Linked DNA regions of Mus musculus: regions 2, 3 and 4 are each linked to region 1. The links are chromatin contacts, called in public HiChIP or PLAC-seq and promoter capture Hi-C maps. All regions are on one chromosome and are shown on one strand. The core of a region is the stretch at or near the end of the contact, and the rest is flanking DNA. Distances in the headings are between cores, read along the strand shown. Region 1 holds the start of Atp6v1f (ATPase, H+ transporting, lysosomal V1 subunit F). Region 2 holds the start of Hilpda (hypoxia inducible lipid droplet associated). Region 3 has its middle 30 kb from the start of Tnpo3. Region 4 has its middle 11 kb from the start of Fam71f1.

The links. Promoter capture Hi-C pulls out the DNA fragments that hold promoters and counts their contacts. HiChIP or PLAC-seq counts read pairs in DNA pulled down with a chosen protein or histone mark. Capture Hi-C pulls out chosen DNA fragments and counts their contacts.
Region 2: a promoter capture Hi-C map of adipose tissue shows a contact between it and region 1. The contact joins the promoter of Hilpda here to the promoter of Atp6v1f in region 1. A contact is called at or near these places in 2 of 39 promoter capture datasets (neural stem cells and pre-B cells), 1 of 484 Hi-C or Micro-C datasets (rod photoreceptor), 2 of 115 datasets of contacts at active chromatin or transcription factors (memory CD8 T cells and pancreatic cancer cells) and 2 of 9 other capture datasets (adipose tissue and liver).
Region 3: a promoter capture Hi-C map of embryonic stem cells shows a contact between it and region 1, with 2.8 times the contacts expected there. The contact joins the enhancer-like site here to the promoter of Atp6v1f in region 1. A contact is called at or near these places in 4 of 39 promoter capture datasets (HPC-7-derived erythroid cells, embryonic stem cells and neutrophils), 3 of 15 datasets of contacts at CTCF or cohesin (the NIH/3T3 cell line, large pre-B cells and pro-B cells), 7 of 484 Hi-C or Micro-C datasets (CD8 T cells, MC3T3-E1-derived osteoblasts, bone marrow-derived macrophages and 4 more), 3 of 115 datasets of contacts at active chromatin or transcription factors (the 230-238 cell line, embryonic stem cells and large pre-B cells) and 1 of 9 other capture datasets (liver).
Region 4: an H3K27ac HiChIP or PLAC-seq map of embryonic stem cells shows a contact between it and region 1, with 7 read pairs. The contact joins the enhancer-like site here to the promoter of Atp6v1f in region 1. A contact is called at or near these places in 3 of 39 promoter capture datasets (HPC-7-derived erythroid cells, embryonic stem cells and maxillary cranial neural crest), 2 of 115 datasets of contacts at active chromatin or transcription factors (embryonic stem cells and pancreatic cancer cells) and 1 of 9 other capture datasets (adipose tissue).

The regions. Positions count from the first base shown.
Region 1 is chr6:29,466,497-29,469,060 of GRCm38.p6, reverse strand. It overlaps Atp6v1f (ATPase, H+ transporting, lysosomal V1 subunit F), which reads right to left and starts at 1,278. Exons shown (of 2, transcript NM_025381.2): 1 at 1,087-1,278. The coding sequence starts at 1,244.
Region 2 is chr6:29,271,351-29,273,914 of GRCm38.p6, reverse strand. Hilpda (hypoxia inducible lipid droplet associated) reads right to left here and starts at 1,289. Exons shown (of 2, transcript NM_023516.5): 1 at 1,105-1,289.
Region 3 is chr6:29,638,535-29,641,098 of GRCm38.p6, reverse strand. No RefSeq gene overlaps it. Among named protein-coding and RNA genes, the nearest start is that of Tnpo3, 30 kb to the right of the region's middle. Within about 2 kb of position 1,293, at least 16 of the 459 cell types and tissues checked have an H3K27ac peak or open chromatin away from gene starts, as enhancers often do. A contact at or near this core is called in embryonic stem cells, where this site is marked.
Region 4 is chr6:29,307,306-29,309,869 of GRCm38.p6, reverse strand. No RefSeq gene overlaps it. Among named protein-coding and RNA genes, the nearest start is that of Fam71f1, 11 kb to the left of the region's middle. Within about 2 kb of position 1,284, at least 27 of the 459 cell types and tissues checked have an H3K27ac peak or open chromatin away from gene starts, as enhancers often do. A contact at or near this core is called in embryonic stem cells and pancreatic cancer cells, where this site is marked.

The sequences.
Region 1 (2,564 bases), core at 29-2,528:
GCTGTGGGAACTAGTCTCAGCCAGCATCCCTGGACTGGGCTATTTAGGGGAAACAGGTGAGGGCAGTTTATTCCTGAGATTTGGCATAGTAATTCTAGAAAAGGAATGAGGAAAAAAAATAGAGAGTTGGCACCCTCAATTCTAGTCAACAGTGCACTTTCTGGCTTAAAAGGAATGCCTGCACCCAGTTTTAAAAACTACGACCCAGGGTATGATGTGAAGATCTGAAGTACAAAGTCTTTGGGGAAGGCCATACTTCCCAGATGTTTTGCTTATTGTGCGCAAGACAAATGGAAGCCCCATGGCAGACTGCAGGGAGCTGAATAAACAGAGTGGGTAGTAACTTAGAAGACACAGGTAAAGCTGCTTGTTATCCAAGCCCTGTTACTTGAGTTCAATCCTCAAAGCCCATGGAAAGAAAACTGACTCCACAAGTTGTCTTCTGACCTCCATGTGTGCACACCTACCCACGGACACACACAAACGCCGTAATTAAAAAGAAAGAGTTGACCTGGGTTCTGCCTCCTATGGCTAATGTGCCTGTGCCCTAACCAATTGTCCTTTATTTTTCTCACTAGTAACTGGGAATAACCAGTACCTTACAGGACAATTGTAAGCCTCTAAGATAAATGAAGCGTATACACACACACACACACACACACACACACACACACACGCGCCCACTGTCCGGACCTACGCTGGAGGTGGTTAGTTTTCTTAGTCGAAAAGACTAAGGTTCAGAGAATACGCTACAGAGACCCCGGAAGAGGGCTGAACAAGCCGGTCAGCACTGGCAAGAGGCTCCAGGCGTCCAATTACAGCTGGTGCAGACCATAAGCTCCACTCCCCTCCTAAACTGACACACAATCATGTGATGGGGAAAGTTCGTGGACCTGCGGTAGGCCGGACCCCACTGAGCCCCAAAAGGGAACTTAGATGGCGGAGGCCCCTGCTCAGGGTGGACAGACGACTTCCGGGACCATCCCGGTCCCCATCACCACGTGACACCCAGGTTATCAGGCCACCAATTCTCCCCGTGCTTGTAGCAAGCGGAAGGACCCATTTAGGCCTAACAGGCTACCGTACCTGAAAGTGTCTTCGATCTCATTGATGGTGGTATCCTTCTCCACTACCAGGAAATTAGGGTGGCGGTTCTTGTTTAGCTCCCCTATGCCGCCCAACAGGAAACCAGTCACCGTGTCCTCGTCTCCAATCACCGCGATTAGCTTACCTCTGCCCGCCATCCTGTCCGCCGGGCAGAGCGCTTCCCAAACACCTGTGATGCCCCGCCCCCGCAGAGACCCCGCCCTTCAGTCATGCGCAGTTCCCCGCCTCCCGGGCATGCGCATTTAGCAGGAACTCCGCTTAATCTGCGTACTCTTGCGCCATAGAGGCCAGAAACACAAACCACAGAACTACGTCTCCCAGAAGGCTGAGCGTCACAGGCCTCTCTCTGGCATTCTGTCCTTAATTTCTTCTCTCTTGGAAGAAATGCCTTTTGAACCTAGTGTTATTAGAGACCGAGACTTTAGGGGACATACTTTTTTTTTCTTTCTTTTCAGTGTACGTTAGTTTGGTTTTGGCTTTTTTGAGACAGATGGTTACCTATCTCAGGCCGGACTTGAACTTGCAGTGTAGAAGAGGATAGATCCTATTGCTTCTACTTTCCGAATGCTGGTATTATAGGCCTGCGCCATTACACAAAACAGAACAGTGTGTGCTTGATTTGTTTGACTTAAAAAAAAAAAACATCTTTTTGTTGTTACATTTGTGATTTCGGAGGCAGGTGTAGTGTGGCAGTGGAGCAGGCCACAAGTTTGTGAGGTCATAATACACCCTATGAGAGTCACCTTGAGGTTCATCTGGTCAACCCAGTGCTTTTTTTTTTTTAAAGATAGGTCTCAGGGCTGGAAGATGGCTAGGTGGTTAAGAGCACTGACTGCTCTACTAGAGGTCCTGAGGTCAATTCCCAGCAACCACATGGTGGCTCACAACCATCTGAAGACAGTGTCAGTGTACCCACATATATGAAATAAATAAATCTTATAAAAAGATTTATCCAAATATTAGGATTAGGCCAAACTACCTACCCCCTTTTTTTGGTTTTATTTGGTAGTTTGTTTTTTGAAACCTGCTATATGTAGCCTTTTCTGGCCTGGAACTCAGAATGTAGACTAGGTTGGCCTTGAACTTGCAGCCAGTGGTCCTACTGCATCATCCTCCTGAATGCTGGGACTACAGAAATGCACCACTATTTCCTGTCCATTTGTTTGTTTCAACTCTTGCCTCAGTCTGGGATTACAGACATAGGCTACCATAACTGTCCAAGAACAGGTATTTCCTAGCTGGAAGGTCAAGGTCTGAATCGGTATGATGTACACATGCATGCTAACTATGACATGGCTAACAATTACTGAATATATATTAAATTACCAAAGAAATAGGCAAATGAATGATGACACTATGTAGTGCTGTAGAAACCAAGCAAGGCCTCATGTTAGTTCCTAAATTTAGATAATTGCATAGAAACAATCCTAGCACTTAGGAGGTTTGAAGCAAGAAGA
Region 2 (2,564 bases), core at 40-2,539, 200 kb after region 1:
TGGTGGTGCACGCCTTTAATCCCAGCACTTGGGAGGCAGAGGCAGGAGGATTTCTGAGTTAGAGGCTAGTCTGGTCTACAGAGTGCGTTCCAGGACAGCCAGGGCTACATAGAGAAACCCTGCCTCGAAAAAAAAAAAAAAGTGAGCTGAAATATAACTCAGTGGTATATAGAGTGCTTGCCCACCCTAGCATAGTGCCCCAAGAATAAGAAATAGGGATATGTCCTAGAGCAAACAACCTGTCTAAGTTTCTCCTGTATCATACATCCAAGTTGATTACAAACTTTTTTGCCTCCAGAGACATGGTTTCTTTGTGTAGCTCAGGCTGTCCTAGAACTAGCTCTGTACGGCTGGCCTCGAACTCACGGAGATCCTCCATGCTTCTACCTCTTAAGGGCTGCGATTAAAGGTGTCCGCGGGCCTCCGCGGGCCGCCACCGCCGCGCCGCCACCACCACCTCCAGGGGATTTATAAACTTCTTGAATATAATATCGTCAATATAAACGATAAGGGTGACAAAAGCCTGTAATCCCAGCTATGAAGGAGGCTGAGGCAGAAGGAATGCATGTTTAAGGTTTGCCCGAGCTATAGAGAATGCAAAGCTAATTTGGAAGATTTAGTGAAGCCTTGTCTCAAAAGTAAACATAAGGGGCTGGTAGGTAATGCACCCCAGTGAGTGGTATAAGCTGTATCTAGCACATACAAGATTCTAGGTTCAATTCGGAGTACCACAAAACAAAAAGTAGCAAACAGAAAATAGCAAAGAGTCAAATCTAGTTAATTTATCCAAACATCTTTGAATGCTTTTAAATAGCTCAGGCACTCTGAAAGGTACTCTGGGCCACATGGTCGTCCTACAGACAAGAACTCAGCCTTCAAAGGGGCAGTTACTACACAACACTCTAAAGCGGTGACAGGAAGGGAAGGCTAAGGTACTTTGGTGAAACCTGGTGGGCAAACAAAGGTGGCCCATGGAGTTCATAGATTGGGCGACGCAGAGAGAGCCGGTGGAGGCAAAGCCCTGACTCGAACGCAAGTAGCCCGACCGATGGGACAAGGGATCCATGTCTCGGCCTCCGGCCTGGGGGGTCCTGGGCCAGTTACCTCAGAAGGAAAAGTTGAGAGACGGCTGCTCACAGTCACACCAGGTCGTGCAGGAGTAAGGAAGAAGGTCGGCTGAGTCGCAACGTGGAAGCTCCACGCAGGCACTGCTCTGGATAGAAATAAGCCCCAAAGACAAACGGACCTCCCAAAGCCCCGCCCCTTCTGGGCGAGGCTCCTCGGAGACTGCGCACGCGTACCGAACCTGCACGAGCTCGCCCTGGGGCACGTCCGCTGGCCATCCAGCCCTGCGTCAGCAGCGTCGCCGCAGAGTTCTCGGGGAGTCACGGAAAGCACGCGGCTCGCGGTTGATTCACTGCAGTCCAGAGTGAACAGCATGAGGTTCAGCCTCACCGGCCGCCTTCTAGAAGATCAGGAGCCAAAAGGCGCCTTTACCCCCTCCCCCATTGCTGGATGCAGTACTTGAAGTGACGCCCGGGCAGTGTGGGAAGGCCCCGCAGGAGTTCCTTCCTTCCGCCCTCCTTTTCTTTTCTTTTTTTTTTTTTTTTAAAGATTTATTTATTATTATATGTAAGTACACTGTAGCTGTCTTCAGACACACCAGAAGAGGGAGTCAGATCTTGTTACGGATGGTTGTGAGCCACCATGTGGTTGCTGGGATTTGAACTCTGGACCTTCGGAAGAGCAGTCGGGTGCTCTTACCCACTGAGCCATCTCACCAGCCCTTCTTTTCTTTTCTTCTCTTCTCTTCTCTTCTCTTCTCTTCTCTTCTCTTCTCTTCTCTTCTCTTCTCTTCTCTTCTCTTCTCTTCTCTTCTCTTCTCTTCTCTTCTCTTCTCTTCTCTTCTCCTCTCCTCTCCTCTCCTCTCCTCTCCTCTCCTCTCCTCTTCCTTTTCTCCTCTCCTCTCCTCTCCTCTCCTCTCTTCTCTTCCTTTTCTCCTCTCCTCTCCTCTCCTCTCCTCTCCTCTCCTCTCCTCTCCTCTCCTCTCCTCTCCTCTCCTCTCCTCTCCTCTCCTCTCCTCTCTTCTCTTCCTTTTCTCCTCTTCTCTTCTCTTCTCTCTCTCTCTCTCTCTCTCTCTCTCTCTCTCTCTCTCTCTCTCTCTCTCTCTCTCTCTCTCTCTCTCCCCCTCCCTCCCTCCCTCCCTCCCTCCCTTCCTTCCTTTGTTTTTTGAGTCAGGTTCTTGTAGTGTACCTGCGACTGTTCTCGAGCCCTCCCGAATGAAAGTAAAATATTTGTCCTGGCTTTGGTCTCGGCTTTTTACGGCGTTTGGACGGATCGCCTTGCCTTCAGTGGCTCCGGTACCCCGGGAGGGCATTGGATTTTAGATTATTTTTTTTTCTTTAAAAATAAGCTATTTTCTTTTAAAGTTGCCTTTTGCTTGAACTAGAGAGGGAGGAGGTCATGGTCTAGATTTCATACCTGGAAACTGACCTGCCTTACCAGTCACCTGCCGGCTCCAACCAACGCAAAGGAGAGGTGCTGACCCAAAGGGGGAATCTCAG
Region 3 (2,564 bases), core at 44-2,543, 170 kb before region 1:
GTTGATTTTTTTTTTCCCTGAGACAGAGTTCCACTGTGTAACCCTGGCTGTCCTGGAACTAATTTTGTAGACGAAGCTGGCCTCAAACTCATAGAGATCCACCTGCTTCTGCCTTCCAAGTGTTGGGAATTAAAGGCATGTGCCACCACCATCTGGATCAGTTGAATTATTTTAATTAAAATTTGTTCTTTTCTGTGTATGGGTGTTTTGCCTGCATCTATTTGTGCACCATAGGCATTCAGTGCTCATGGAGGCCAGAATAGAGCAGTGGACACCAGCTGGGCTGGTGGTACAGCTTGTTAACTAGCTGGTGTGCTTAGCCAGCAAGCTGTCTCTCTCTCCAGGCCCTTGTTGTTTTTCTGCATTTAAAACTAAAAAGATGCTGGGGCAGTGGTGGCACACGCCTTTAATCCCAGTGCTTGGGAGGCAGAGGCAGGCAGATTTCTGAGTTTAAGGCCAGCCTGGTCTATAGAGTGAGTTCCAGGACAGCCAGGGCTATACTGTCTCAAAAAACCAAAAAATAAATACATAAAAAAACAAAAAACCTGAAAAGATACAGACCACATGAAGCTCAAGAAGAAGGATGACCAAAGTGTGGGTGCTTCAGTCCTTCTTAGAAGGAGAACAAAATACTCACGGGAGCAAATATGGAGACAAAGTGTGGAGCAGAGACTGAAGGAAAGGCCATCCAGAGACTGCTCCACCTGGGGATCCATCCCATATACAGTCAATAAATGCTGATACTATTGTGAATGCTAAGAAGTACATGCTGACAGGAGCCTGATATAGCTGTCTCCTGAGAGGCTCTGCCAGTACCTGATATATACGGAGAGGCTGATGCAGCCAACCATTGGACTGAGCGAGCGGTACCCAATAGAGGAGCTAGAGAAAGAACTGAAGGAGTTGAAGGGGTTTGCAACCCCACAGGAAGAACAACAATAGCAACCAACCAGTCCCCCAAGAGCTCTCAGGGACTAATCCATCAACAAAAGAGTACACGTGGCTCCAGCTGCATATATTACAGAGGATGGCCTTGTCATGCATTAGTGGGAGGAGAGGTCCTTTGTGGGGCAGTGGGCTGTGCACAGACAGCCTGGTCTGGTCGAGCAAAGGTCTGGAACCCTGGGGATCTCCACCTACATGGAACAGGTGTTCAATCATGTCTCCTGAACCCCTGGCACCTGTCGAAGTTACCACCCCCACAGCCCCCTGCAGGAGAGGTGTATGACTATCCATCACACAGATAAAGCCCCAAGCTCCTGGCATTCTGTCTAGACTCCACCCCGACAGTTACCTGACTATAGCCAGGTAGTCTCCTCCCCACAGTTACCTCACAACAGCAGGATAGCCCAGCCCACTATAATAGGGGCTGCTTGGCCCCTCCTCCTTTTAAGCTCTCACCTTTCTTACTCTTATCTCTAGCTCTCCTTCTCCCTCTCCCTCCCCTTCCCCTCCACAAGGCCCTCTTTCTACCTTCTCTCTTTATCTTTGCCTTTCTACAATAAAGCTCTAAAACCATAGACTGTCTCTGCTCGTCAAGTCAAAGCCTGCCATGCTTGAACGATGGGATAGGATTTCCCCCAACCACGTCTCTAACCTCCTGCCATAAGGCCTTCCTGCACTCCAGCCACAGACACGACCAAGGATTCTTGCCGGCGTGGGAACCACCCACTGCCCACTCTCTCCCTGACCTCTCCTCCCTTCGCCCCCCCCCTTCCCCCGCGGATGACCAAGCTGACCCTGGGGCCCCCATTTTGTTCTCAGGTCTTCTGCAGTGTCCAGCGGTGTCTGGGATGCCCGAGACTAAGAACTTGTTACCTAAGACTGCCCCTTGTCCACCCCCCACCACTGGCGAGCTGAGATTCCGCGGCTTCCTACAGCCAATCACCTACCTGGGCCGAGTAGGAAGCATGCCGCTGTCTTCCACATCCACCCGCCCAGAGGTGGCAGGATGCGGGTTTTCTCCCACTCCCTTTATTCCCCCACTCCCTCTGCCCTACGGTCCTTGGCCCTATAGAGGTTCGATAGATGCCCCAGTGTAGGGGAAATGAGGGTGGGGAAGTGGGAGTGGATGGGTGGAGGAACACTCTCATTGAAGCAGGGGGAGGGAGGATGGGATAGGGGGTGTCAGGGGTGGGGGTGGGAGTGACCAGGAAAGGGGATAACACTTGAAATGTAAATAAAGAAAATAGCCAGGGGCTGGAGAGATGACTCAGCAGTTAAGAGCACTGACTGCTCTTCCAAAGGTCCTGAGTTCAAATCCCAGCGATCACATGGTGGTTCACAACCATCCTTAAGGAGATCTGACTCCCTCTTCTGGGGTGTCTGAAGACAGCTACAGGGTACTTATATATAATAAGTAAATAAAGCTTAAAAAAAGAAAGAAAGAAAATATCCAATTAAAAAAACTGAAAAGATAAGATGAATATCAGTTAAGATTTAGTGGAACTCTTCCTACACAAGTTCACACATGTCTTTATTATATTCATACATGTCGTTCTGCTATGGAAACCTCCATTCTGTGTGTGTGTGTGGTTGTTGTTGTTGTTGTTTGAAACAGTAGC
Region 4 (2,564 bases), core at 35-2,534, 160 kb after region 1:
GAATGTGAAAAAAACAGCTTCTGAAGTGGAAACGTAAGGGTTCTTGGAAAGTCAGCTGGATGGTGTTTTGCTGGGGCAAACATGTGAAGGAACATTTAGCTGAAGTGGACACAGGTGAAAGGCTCTGACAGACTCATAAAAGAACATTTGGCTGAAGCAGACACAGGAGAGAGGATGTTCTGCTAAAGCAAGCATGGGAAAGGACACGAGATAAAGGATCCTTCACTAACGACACACATGTATTATTGGTTCGCCTTACATTGCGTAGTTGAGCTGCATTTTTCGGGATTCCATAAAAAGAAACACACCAAAAAGTTTCTGGTAGTGTGCTACAATTTCTTGCTGCTTCTGTGAACTTAGGCTGATTGGCAGAGTGCTGTCAGCTGAGACAAGACACGTGCTGAGGTAAGACAAGTGGAGGACACGTGATGTTTGAAGGGAATATAAAAAAGACTCAGTCGACAGTGACGGAGGCTGAGCTAAGCTTGCTTATAGAACTAACGGCTGAGGCACAGCAGAGAACTTCTCCTGGAGTTCCCGTTGACCTTGGTCCCTCCGGCTGACTAGTACATGCCGCGAACTGCCCTCAGTCGGGCCCCCCCCTCAATTCGAGGGAGTGGTACAGGTGGGCAGGAGTCAGCAAAAAGTGACAAACAAATACGGACACAAGGGAGTGTGCTGTATCTGAATGTAATTTCAAAGTGAGCATCAGTCTTATAATACAGAAGAAAAACCAGAAAGGTAGGTGAATACATCTGCCTAGGTACATTGAGATGCATTATGGTACTTTACACAAAACAAAGAAAATGCATACATAAAAAGCTGGGGGAGGGGGGAGCCAGGCAGTGTTTACAACTGAGATAGGAACAGCCCTTAAGATCAGCTAAACACGCCTTTAATCCCAGCACTTGGGAGGCAGAGGCAGGCGGATTTCTGAGTTTGAGGCCAGCCTGGTCTACAGAGTGAGTTCCAGGACAGCCAGGACTACACAGAGAAACCCTGTCTCGAGGAAAAAAAAAAATCAGCTAAACACAGGAGCCAGGTGATTCGTCTGATGCAATGCTAGTCTACTGTTAAACCCATCACTAGGGGTCCCTTAGTATACGATATTCCTCTGGGCCTAGTGAAAAACATGCACCAGGGGAATTCCGTTCTACTGACCCTTTCATGAATAATACTTCAGTTCCTCCTAAAACCACAACCCACCTTCTTCCTAGGCCATTGTAAATTCCTGTGTATGGGAGTGACTCAGCTATCTATTGTTCTAAGTATTATGTAGACTAGTCCTGAGATTATTAGCTCTATTCTAGTGAATCGTAATGCCTGATTTCTTTCACTGTCTCCCTTACAGTACTAGAAGCAATTCTGAATGTTACTGAATAGGTAACATTCTTACTGAATTCCAAGCCCAGGGTTGGCTCAAGGACTACCTAGGACATTGGAACACTGGTGGAGGCTAATCTAACTTAGCTATATGTCAAAATCAATCCTTAAAGTCACTTATAATAAAACAATACTGAGGGAAAGCACACAGATCCGTTCACCGACTAAGGCAAGGACAGATTTGGAGCGTTCATTTTACAGGATGCCACGGTTCCAGGAGACTAAGTTTCCATGAAATTTTCACCTCAGGACTACGTCCAGGCTTTTGGGCCTGTCATGAGAGTCACTACTGGAGTGGGTGTGGCAGTAAGGAGGCTGAGGCCTGGCCATCTCTGCTGTGTAGTGTCACCACTGCAATTTGTGTTTGCTATCCCAACTTTACCAAACTGAACTGCTGGTGAATCCATGAAATGTTTACGAGTGAATCGAACTGCCACTGCTAACCTGTGAACTAAACTACTCATTTCCTGACAACACAGACAGGAGTTGCTCCAAAGAACCTTTCTAAACAGGACCGCTTTCCCCATATCCTTTTGTTTTCCACTACCTCTGGTGGGTGCTGGGCTATAAGGGAGGTTAAAGTGTTTAAGAACCATCATTAAACGTAGACTTTAAAATGTTACAAACTGCTATGAATATTTATGAATGGAAGTGTTCATAGCAACTTATCACCCAAACTGGAAACAGCCCAGATGTCTTTGGACAGATGAGCTAATAGACTGTTTCATCCACAGTGAATCCCATTCGGAAACAAACAGGAACATGGTTGTTGATTTGAGCAACACATGAAGCGAAAGAAGACAGAAATCAAGACAGCTGATTCTGTGTAGAGAGATGTCCCTTCTTTCTCCAACATGGGAGTTCTCCGCAATCTATGAACATTGTTGAACTCTGATATAAAGGAGTCCCAGAATTGCTTACTCATACCCCATAAGAAACAAATTATCAACTAAAGCACAAAGTTTCCAGATACTTCTTTTGGTAGCTACCCAGTCAGTACACTGTTTCCCAAAGTCACTCGGGTTGGCTTTCTTCTTCTCCACTTTCCTTGATGTCATTCATTTGTCAAAAGTCACACCCTGGCTTACCTCACAATCCAGGTAAGACAGACTTTTTTTTTTCTTCCCTTTATATACAGTGAAACTCACTCTTTGTGGGATACAACACATCCTTTTTGAACA